Linked DNA regions of Callithrix jacchus: region 1 is linked to region 2. A link is a contact called in public Hi-C data. All regions are on one chromosome and are shown on one strand. The core of a region is the stretch at or near the end of the contact, and the rest is flanking DNA. Distances in the headings are between cores, read along the strand shown. Region 1 has its middle 180 kb from the start of CDCA7L. Region 2 overlaps RAPGEF5 (Rap guanine nucleotide exchange factor 5).

What was found. A called contact is a pair of places that touch in the nucleus more often than the background predicts.
Region 1: a contact with region 2 is called in a Hi-C map of induced pluripotent stem cells, with 4 times the contacts expected there. The contact joins two enhancer-like sites. A contact is called at or near these places in 3 of 3 Hi-C or Micro-C datasets (induced pluripotent stem cells and skeletal muscle).

Annotation. Positions count from the first base shown.
Region 1 is chr11:36,032,951-36,037,179 of calJac240_pri, forward strand. No RefSeq gene overlaps it. Among named protein-coding and RNA genes, the nearest start is that of CDCA7L, 180 kb to the right of the region's middle. Within about 2 kb of position 1,776, at least 3 of the 16 cell types and tissues checked have an H3K27ac peak or open chromatin away from gene starts, as enhancers often do.
Region 2 is chr11:35,829,684-35,834,136 of calJac240_pri, forward strand. All of the region lies in intron 5 of RAPGEF5 (Rap guanine nucleotide exchange factor 5), which reads left to right. Among named protein-coding and RNA genes, the nearest start is that of RAPGEF5, 68 kb to the left of the region's middle. Within about 2 kb of position 1,733, at least 2 of the 16 cell types and tissues checked have an H3K27ac peak or open chromatin away from gene starts, as enhancers often do.

The sequences.
Region 1 (4,229 bases), core at 526-3,025, 200 kb after region 2:
GACGGTGCAGGTGCCCAAATGCGGCTGCCCAGCCACTGTCCTTCTCCAGCCTCACCTCCGGCTTCTGCTGCCTGTCCCTGCTCCACACCCCACACCTTCGCTCCACTCTAGCACAGTAAAATATCCAGGTACTCGCCTCCAGGTCTTTGAGCTAATTTGTTCAACAGCCAAGCACCAAGCGGGAACTTGGAGGCAGTAGGAGTCGCTGTGCTAAACACGGGTCTACATTCCAGAGCTAGTTCAGGAAGTGTGGTTCCAGAACGGGTGGAGCTTCTGGAGCAGTGGATGTGGGCTCTCAGACCTGGATCTCCTCTCTCCTCCTCACGTAACTAACTATTCTTCATGCCCCAGGTCTCAGCACTCCCAGGAAACCTGCACTGGCCCCTCGAGCCTACACCGGAATCCCGCCCCCCACAAAAACCAAGCACCCTCTTAACACTTGAGTTTTCCCCTCTCCAACTGAGTCAGAGCCTATGGACTAGTTGGCCTCCTCCCCACCTCCCAATACACTAGATGTCCCCTCAAGTACAGGCTGCCTTCTTTACCATTTATTTATCAGTGTTCATCGCAAAACCAGAACAAGGGAGGTACCTCAGTGGTGCTGGAAGAGCAATGGTAACCCAGGAAAGATGCATTTACACCCAGAGGTGCGACGGTGAGTGGCAGGAGACTCAGCAGCATTGTCACATCACAGAGCAAACCCTGCCTGCTGGGCCTCTGGGCCCTGGAAGGTAGAGATCACTGATGACCTGCTTGATTAAGTGTGGAGCCCATGGAGCTGGCTGGGGTGTCAGGGAGGTCCCTTCAGATGCCTCCCAGGGTTCGGGGGTCTGCCTGTCCCAGGAACTGGCAGCAATTCCATCACATTCCTGAGCACACATTGCTAAGATGAGTCCACGTTCACGTTCCCAGAACAGGTTCCAGGTGAACCATGCCAGAGGTCTGTGCCAGCTACGTTTGGTCTAGGAGGCCTGGGACCTCCATCAGCCCATTCTTCCTTGAGGCTCAGCAACAGTGTGGGACATTAGCCGAGCTGTGCTCAGAAGCAACACTCACTGATTAGGGCTGCTGAGAATACCATCCTCTGCTCACCTGTCAAGTAATCAAACCTCTTCACTGTCACCCTGACCATCCCTTCAGGGCTGATCACTTTGGCTGCTCACAGAACCCATGAGGACTGAGAATTTCCCAGATTCTCACAACTGAGCAGCCCTACTTCCCCAGCTCTTCATAAGCATCTGGAACGTGCCCAGGTGTGCCCGGTGTGGCCTCCATGGTCTGCCAGAGGAGTGGGCAGGGAGAGCACAAAGACTGAATCAGACAAAGACTAAGCTTTGTTTCCACCTCTTCTCCATCCTTCTTTTCCATATAAGAGTCTCAAAGCCAGATCCAGAAGGAAAAGTCAGCAGCATTTCACCATTCAGTTCCTTTTCTTGGCCCCAGTGTGTGCCCTGGGGCCCTTTTGTCCTTTGGGCTGGGTGGAGTGCGTGGCTACACTCTGCTGAAAAGGTCAGGGTCAAGATTCTGGGAGCGGCCCGTGGCACTAGAGGAACCCATGTTTTCCATTGTGCATTAAAATACCCATTTGCCTGCGGCTGAGCTTCCCCTCCGAATCAAATAGGTCAATAAGGACCAAGGACAAAGCACAAATAGGGCCTGGAAGCCAAGAGATGTCGATAAAAATGGAGATAAATGGGCATTTCAGAGCGGGCAGGCAGTGGGTGTGGGGCATTGTCCCTTCTCTGGCCGGCAGTGCCTGGCCACTTTGTCTCCAAACAGTGCTTCCATTTTGGAGATGCCAGATTGGTTTGGACCCAAAGCTTGACTGCTGTGGGGTGGGCTGAGGTGGGAGTGGGGAGGATTCACACAGAAAAAAAAGCATCCTCCTGGGTGATATATGTGTCAGTTCCTGCATTTCTTGCTCCCGTACAAAGCCCTCCTAATGTGCAAATCACCCCCTTTTGACCATGTTATTCTTCTTTTCCCTTAAGAAAATACGTTCCCAATCTTAGGGGTTTTTAGCAGTGCAAATGCTGGCATTTCAGAGCTGCTTTAGTGTCTTCAGCTAGAAGTTTTAAGAGCCCAGTCTTCGCTCATGATTTCCTCTGCCCCTTGGTTCATTTCATGAAGAGCTCCAATTGAAAGATCCCTGGAGCAGGAGTCAGGAAACATGGGTTCTGCTCCTGACCTACCATCTCTCTGCCACTGTGACCTTGGGCAAGCCATCATCTCTGAGTCGGACTTTCTAACATTCTGTGACTATGTAGAATCACAGGGTGGGAGGGGGCAGGGCTTAGTTAGTTCACCGGCTCACCATGGAATAATTGATTACGTATTGGTGACCTCATTCATGCATCCATCAAATATGCCAGGGATCGTGGCAGGCATGAAGATACAAACTGAAATAAGACCAGTCCCTGCCCATGAACAGGCAGCATGACATGATGGACAGAGCACGGATTTTCTGAGGACACAGCCAGGTCCCACCCCTAATTAGTTTTGTGAGCTCAGATACGTTTTTATAACCTCTCTGAGCCTTGGCTTTCTCATGTGCATCATGGGATTATTTTGTGGGTTGACCACCCATCCTGGTTTGCCTGAGGATGAAGGGTTTCCTGGGACACAGACCTTCCGGTACTAAAACCTGGAAAGTCTCAGGCATATCAGGGTATCGGTCACTTAGAGGACAGATGAACTGAAATGGACGAGCACCGTGCCCTACATCTAATAGCTGGTCTATAGACGTAATTACACACAAACATGCCCCTCACAACATAGTAAAGGAAAAATAATATGAAACAAATAGGTGAGCGCAAAAGTAATTGTGGTTTTGGCATTGTTGGAATTTGCCATTTGATACTGGAGTACATTTTTTTGAGATGGACTCTCCCTCTGTTACCCACACTGGAGTACAGTGGCATGGTCTTGGCTCACTGCAACCTCCGCCTCCTGGGTTTAATCAATTATCCTGCCTCCGGCTCCCCGAGTAGTTAGGCCAATAGGCACATGCCACCACACTCAGCTAAGTTTTTTTGTATTTTCAGTAGACACGAGGTTTCACCATGTTGGCCAGGCTGGTCTCGGACTCTTGACCTTAGGTGATCTTCCTGCCTCAGCCTTCCAAAGTGGTGGAATCACAGGTGTGAGCCACCACACCCGGCCACATTCTTAAATAAATGTGTTTATGTTATACATCATTTTAATGGGCATTGCTCGCTTAACACTTGTTTGCTAATGACTTATTACTTCCTGTTTATTTTAGGTGTATTTTAGACTGTAGAAATGATCGTAGACATAAAGCAAATTCGAGCAATTCTCTTATTCGAGTTCAAAACAGGTTGTAAAATAGCAGAGATAACTTGTAACATCAATAATGCATTTGGCCCAGGAACTGCTAACGAAGGTACAGTGCGGTGGCAGTTCAAGGAGGTGACAGCCTTGACGATGAGGAGCACAGTGGCCGCCATCAGAGGTTGACAGCAACCAATTGAGAGCCATCATCCAAGCTGATCCTCTTACAACTACACAAGAAGTTGCCAGAGAACTCAACGTTGACCATTCTGTGGCATTTGAAGCGAATTGGAAAGGTGACAAAGCCCGATAAGTGGGTGCCTCATGAGGTAATGAGAAATCAAGAAAAGCATCATTTTGAAGTGTTTTCTCTTATTCTATGCAACAGCGAGCCATTTCTCAATCGGACTGTCACATGCGGCAAAAAGTGGCTTTTATATGACAATTGGTGATGACCGGCTCAGTGACTGGACCGAGGAGAAACTTCAAAGCACTTCCCAAAGCCAAACCTGCTCCAGAAAATACAAAAGGTCATGGTCATCCTTTGGTGATCTGCTGCTGGGCTGATTCACGATAGCTTTCTGAACTCCAGCGAAGCCAATACATTTGAGAAGTACACTCAGCAGATGGATGAGACGCACCGAAAACCGCGACGCCTGCAGCCGGCACTGGCAACACAAAAGGCCAAATTCTTTTTCATGACAACCACACATTGCACAACCAGCACTTCCAAAGTTGAACAGATTGGGCTTACAAAGGTTTGCCTCATCTGCCACATTCACCAACTGCCTCATCTGACCTCTCACCAACTGACGACCACTTCTTCAGGCATCTTGACAACTTTTGGCAGGGAAAATGCTTCCCCATCCAGCAGAATGCAGAAAATGCTTTCCAAGGGTTTGTCGAATCCTGAAGCATGGATTTTTACAGTAGAGGAA
Region 2 (4,453 bases), core at 483-2,982:
TAAAAATTATAAATACATTATGAAAAAGGGGAGTTTATCCCAGGAATACAAGAATGGCTCAACACTCAAAAATCATTCGATGTAATTCACCATATTCACAGACTAAAAGCAGAAAAATTATATGATAAATTTCATAGATGCAGAGAAAGAATTTGAGAAAATTTAATACCCATTCATGATAAAAATTCTCAGAAAATTAGAAATATAAGAGAACTTCCGCAATCTGATAAGACTTTGTATAAAACCCATAGCTTGCATCATACTTAATGGTGAGAGACTAAATCATTTCCTACTAAGACTGAGAACAAGGCTAATATATCTTCTCTTAGTAGCATCTCTTCCATTCCAGCCAGTGCAAAAAGTCAAGAAAAAGAAATAAAAGGCACATATTTGGAGGAAAACCGAAAGCCATCTCTCTTTGCAGACAATATAGTTATATACATAGAAAATCACAGGATAAATACTTTCTCTCTCTTCCACCATCACTGACCATGGTCGTCTAGCATCTTGTTCTGTCAGATTTTAAAGGTAGATGGAAGAGGTGGTTCGTTAAGGAGTCTAAGGATGATCAGTCTTATTTTATATTCAGTGCTGCTGGCTGGTCCTGTTCATTTCTTGATAAATTCAGTTTCCTAGAAAACTCTGTCACAATTGCTCCCCTCTTACCTCTTTTTCCTTGCTTTTTATTTCATTGAAAGGAACATTTTTAAAACCATCTTCCTCATTATTTTATTTACCAAATCTGTCAATCTGCCTGCATCTATATTGGTGGACTCTGTCTTTGCTCCTGATAAGAATGGATGCATTCTTATTTAAGGTCACTTCCCCTCACATTGTGTACTGATCCCATCTCTGCACCCCTACTCCAGGATCTCATTTCTGAATTCTCATTTTTTCCCTGCTTCGTCAGCTTTTTCCTCTCTACTGGATTGTTCTCTTCAGCATGTGTTGATATTTCCCTATGTCTCCCTCTAGCTGCTGCACAATGTCTCTGTTCCCTTTTACAGCAAAACTCTTCAAAAGATGTTTGTGGTTACTTTCTCTACCTCTTCTATTCTTTTCTGAATCTGCTCCATTCAGGCTTTCAACAGTACTATTCCACTGAAGTCAACCTTGTCAAGATTAGCAAAGTCTTCCATGTTGCCAAATGCAGTGGTTAATTTTTCAGTCCTCATCTTACTTGACATGTCAGCAGCATTGGCACAATTGATCATGTCCTCCTAGGAGCAGTTTTTCCAACTGTCCCCTGGGATAACATCTCTTGGTTCTTCTGCCTTGCCAGCTGCTGCTTTTAAGGCTCCTTTGCTAATTCTTCCTTTTCCTGATTGTACTAACTGTGTTTCATTGCTTTGACATCTGGGGCCTTGCTGACCCTGGAGAGACTGCCTATCCCAGGAATAGCCATTCCTAGAGATAGTAAAGAACTTAGCCGCTGATAGTAAAGAACAGTCCATCCTCAGGCAGGCCTCACCTGTTGTGTTCTGGGGAAACCACAGTAAAGGTTTCCCACATTTTCCCCCATGTCCTCTGCCTCTTGACTGACACTGGTGCCTTCCTGTGTGGCCCCTCCTGGTATGTCATGCCCCCTCCCCTGGGGAACTGTGAGTTAAAAACTGTCTTTTTAGTTCCAGTTGTCTCCTGATCTGTTGGCCTCAGATTATTCAGACTGGGCTGTTCCTAAATAATGAAACCTACAATTTGAAGCAGTGACCTCTAAACACAGTAGAGGTCAGTCTTGGACTTCTCTTATTTTTCTGCTCTCACTTTGGATGTGCCCTCACCCAGTCATGTACTTAATATCGTGTCATGGTGATGGTTCCCAAAATTCAGGTACCTGTCTCCTCTTACCACCCTACACAAAATAGCACCTCCACCAACCCCTCACCTCTGCTTCCTTTGTTCTCCTTATCCCACCTGGTTTTTCCTTTCTACCTGACATCTGTTAGCAACATGAGACATCCCTTGGCCTCCTTAGTTTCTGAAGTGGTGATGGATTCACACTCTCTGGCTGGAGAGCTTAAGTTCAAGTCTGCTATTCCGATGTCCCAAGCCTACCCTTTGCACTCTTAACTTTTCCTCATCACATCCTCATGACACTTGGAGAGGAGGAAATACCACGTGGGTCAACAAACTTTTTTTTTTTAAATATTTCTCAAAAAGTTTTTGTGATGAAACTTGGCATAAGATTTGTATTGGCATTATAAGTGAAGAACATTTCCACTTATTACTTTAAACTGTTTTTGTAAAAAAGTGTTATGAAATCGGCTAGTCCTAGTCTTTGTGATTACTCATTACCTCCTCTCCCAAAGAAACACTGAGTCCTTCAAAATTTCCACTGTTTATAGACAAGGCTTCTTCCAGGTGTGGGAACAGATTGCTTATCTTTATCAGAGTACATCTATATTTAAGAGTAGTACAGGAATTTTAGCAAAAATTGGAGAACTAGGCCTGATTATATTAGCGTTTGAAATAGAACCATCTAATTAAATATTAAACATTAATACTCAAGTCCTCAAAATCAAATATGAGAAACAGTATCAGTAATATTTAATTTTACTCATTTTAGATTAATCTACAACCATACACTCTGGACTCTTAATGAAACCTTTCACATTCACAATTTATTCCTGTTTAGCACATTTTTTCTGCAAGCATAACTAGTAGCTGGATGCTGTGAAAAATTATCTTCTCCTGAGAAGGTGAACAAGTGTTTGTGTTGATGATATCAGAGATCTCCAGAAAAATCTAATTCTCATTCTTCCACCATCCCACTTCTTCTTTTTTCCATAGGAATTTGCTTTGTTAAGCAAAACAGACTTGTCCAGAATATAGACATCATGGGTAGGGGAAATAGGGAGATGTTGATCAAAGGGTACAAAGTTTCATTTATAAACTGAGCAAGTTCTAGAGGTCTAATGTACAGCATGAGTGGTGATGGGTGTGTTAATTTGATTGTGCTAATCATCACAGTGTATTCACAAATAATCATGTTGTACACCTTGGATACATATCATCTTCATTAATTACCTATTTTCAAATACAAAAATATCTTGGCTATATGCTAAGTGAGATGGGAAGTCATTCAAGGATTTTAAGTAGAGTATCGTGAACTAACGTACATCTTAGCAAGACTACGCTGGCTCCTGGGTCCAGGTAAGAGATGTTGTGGCTGGGCCCATAGTGGTAGTGATGGAGGTGGTGAGACATGGTCAGGTGAGAGAGATGTCCTGAAGGAAGAGCCAATAAGATTTCATGGTGGACACAAGGCAGAGTATGAGAGAAAGGGGTTCAAGGATGACTTCCAACTGGAAGGATGGAGTTGCCATCAATTAAGGTGAGGAAGACTATAGGAAAGGCTTTTGTTATTTTCCTTTTGGGTGGGAGTGGGCATAATGATAATGCATCCAGTTTGATGATTAGAGGGACGTGAGTGGAGGACCATTGGTTTTTGTCATCTCTGTATCCTCACAATGACACCCTTAGATATGGCAGACCTCTCAAACTTATAGAGACATCTGGCTAGAGCACCAGGACTCAGCACTCTCCCCTGGAGAATTACCAGATCTAGCTTGGGGTGTTGGTAAGCAGAGACCTTAAAAGGTAACCTGGGGGATTCCTAAAGGAGAGCATCTATTTGCATAAACCCTCAGGGATGGATCTTCCTTCCAGGGGTCACTCCATTTCTCTTCTCTTTCTGTCTTATGTCACTTGTCACTGTCATTACCTGCTGATTCCAGTAAGAGTTTCTTTATTTTCTTTCTCTAATCACTGAGAAACTAGACTCACAGCCCCCCCCACCTCTCTCTCTCTCTCTCTCTCTCTCTCTCATTCACTGAGCAGCACAGCCCCCTTTAGTAATAATGGAAAACATGCAGGTGTTATACTTGATTTTCCTCTGCTGCATCTGTTTTGTTATTTATTTCGATCAGATCAGTGAGAACTTTGTTTTTCCTGGGTTGCACTGAAGAGTGTTTACATACATAAAAACGGAATGTATTTAAATTTTGTAAAAGATACATTTGCTGGAGAAAGAGAGCCTGGTATTTTGGGGCATTTTGGCCTAGAGCTGAGGAGGGAGTTTAAGGTAAAAAGTGAGCGTAGTGGTGAAGGAGAAAGGAGAGTGGCCGAGTGTTGCCTTCTTTCTTCTTTCCCCCTTGCAGGCTCTTCCACCATTGCCTGTTACCACTAGTCCTGCCCTCATGACCTTCCTTTACACCAGGTGAGGTACAGATGCCTGCTGGTGCAGCAGGGCCTGGGTATGTTAGCAGGAAAGGAAGAACATTTCCAAATTCTAGAGCCCTCAATGGGCAGTGAGGAAAATTCCTGAAGGTTTGGAGTCTGGGGAAGAGCAGGACCAGATCTGGGTTTTAGAAAGGTGATCCTGGTATCTGTAGCCATCTGGGTACAAGAAGAGAAGTCAGAGACAAGCTTGTTAGAGGTGGTTAAAATAATT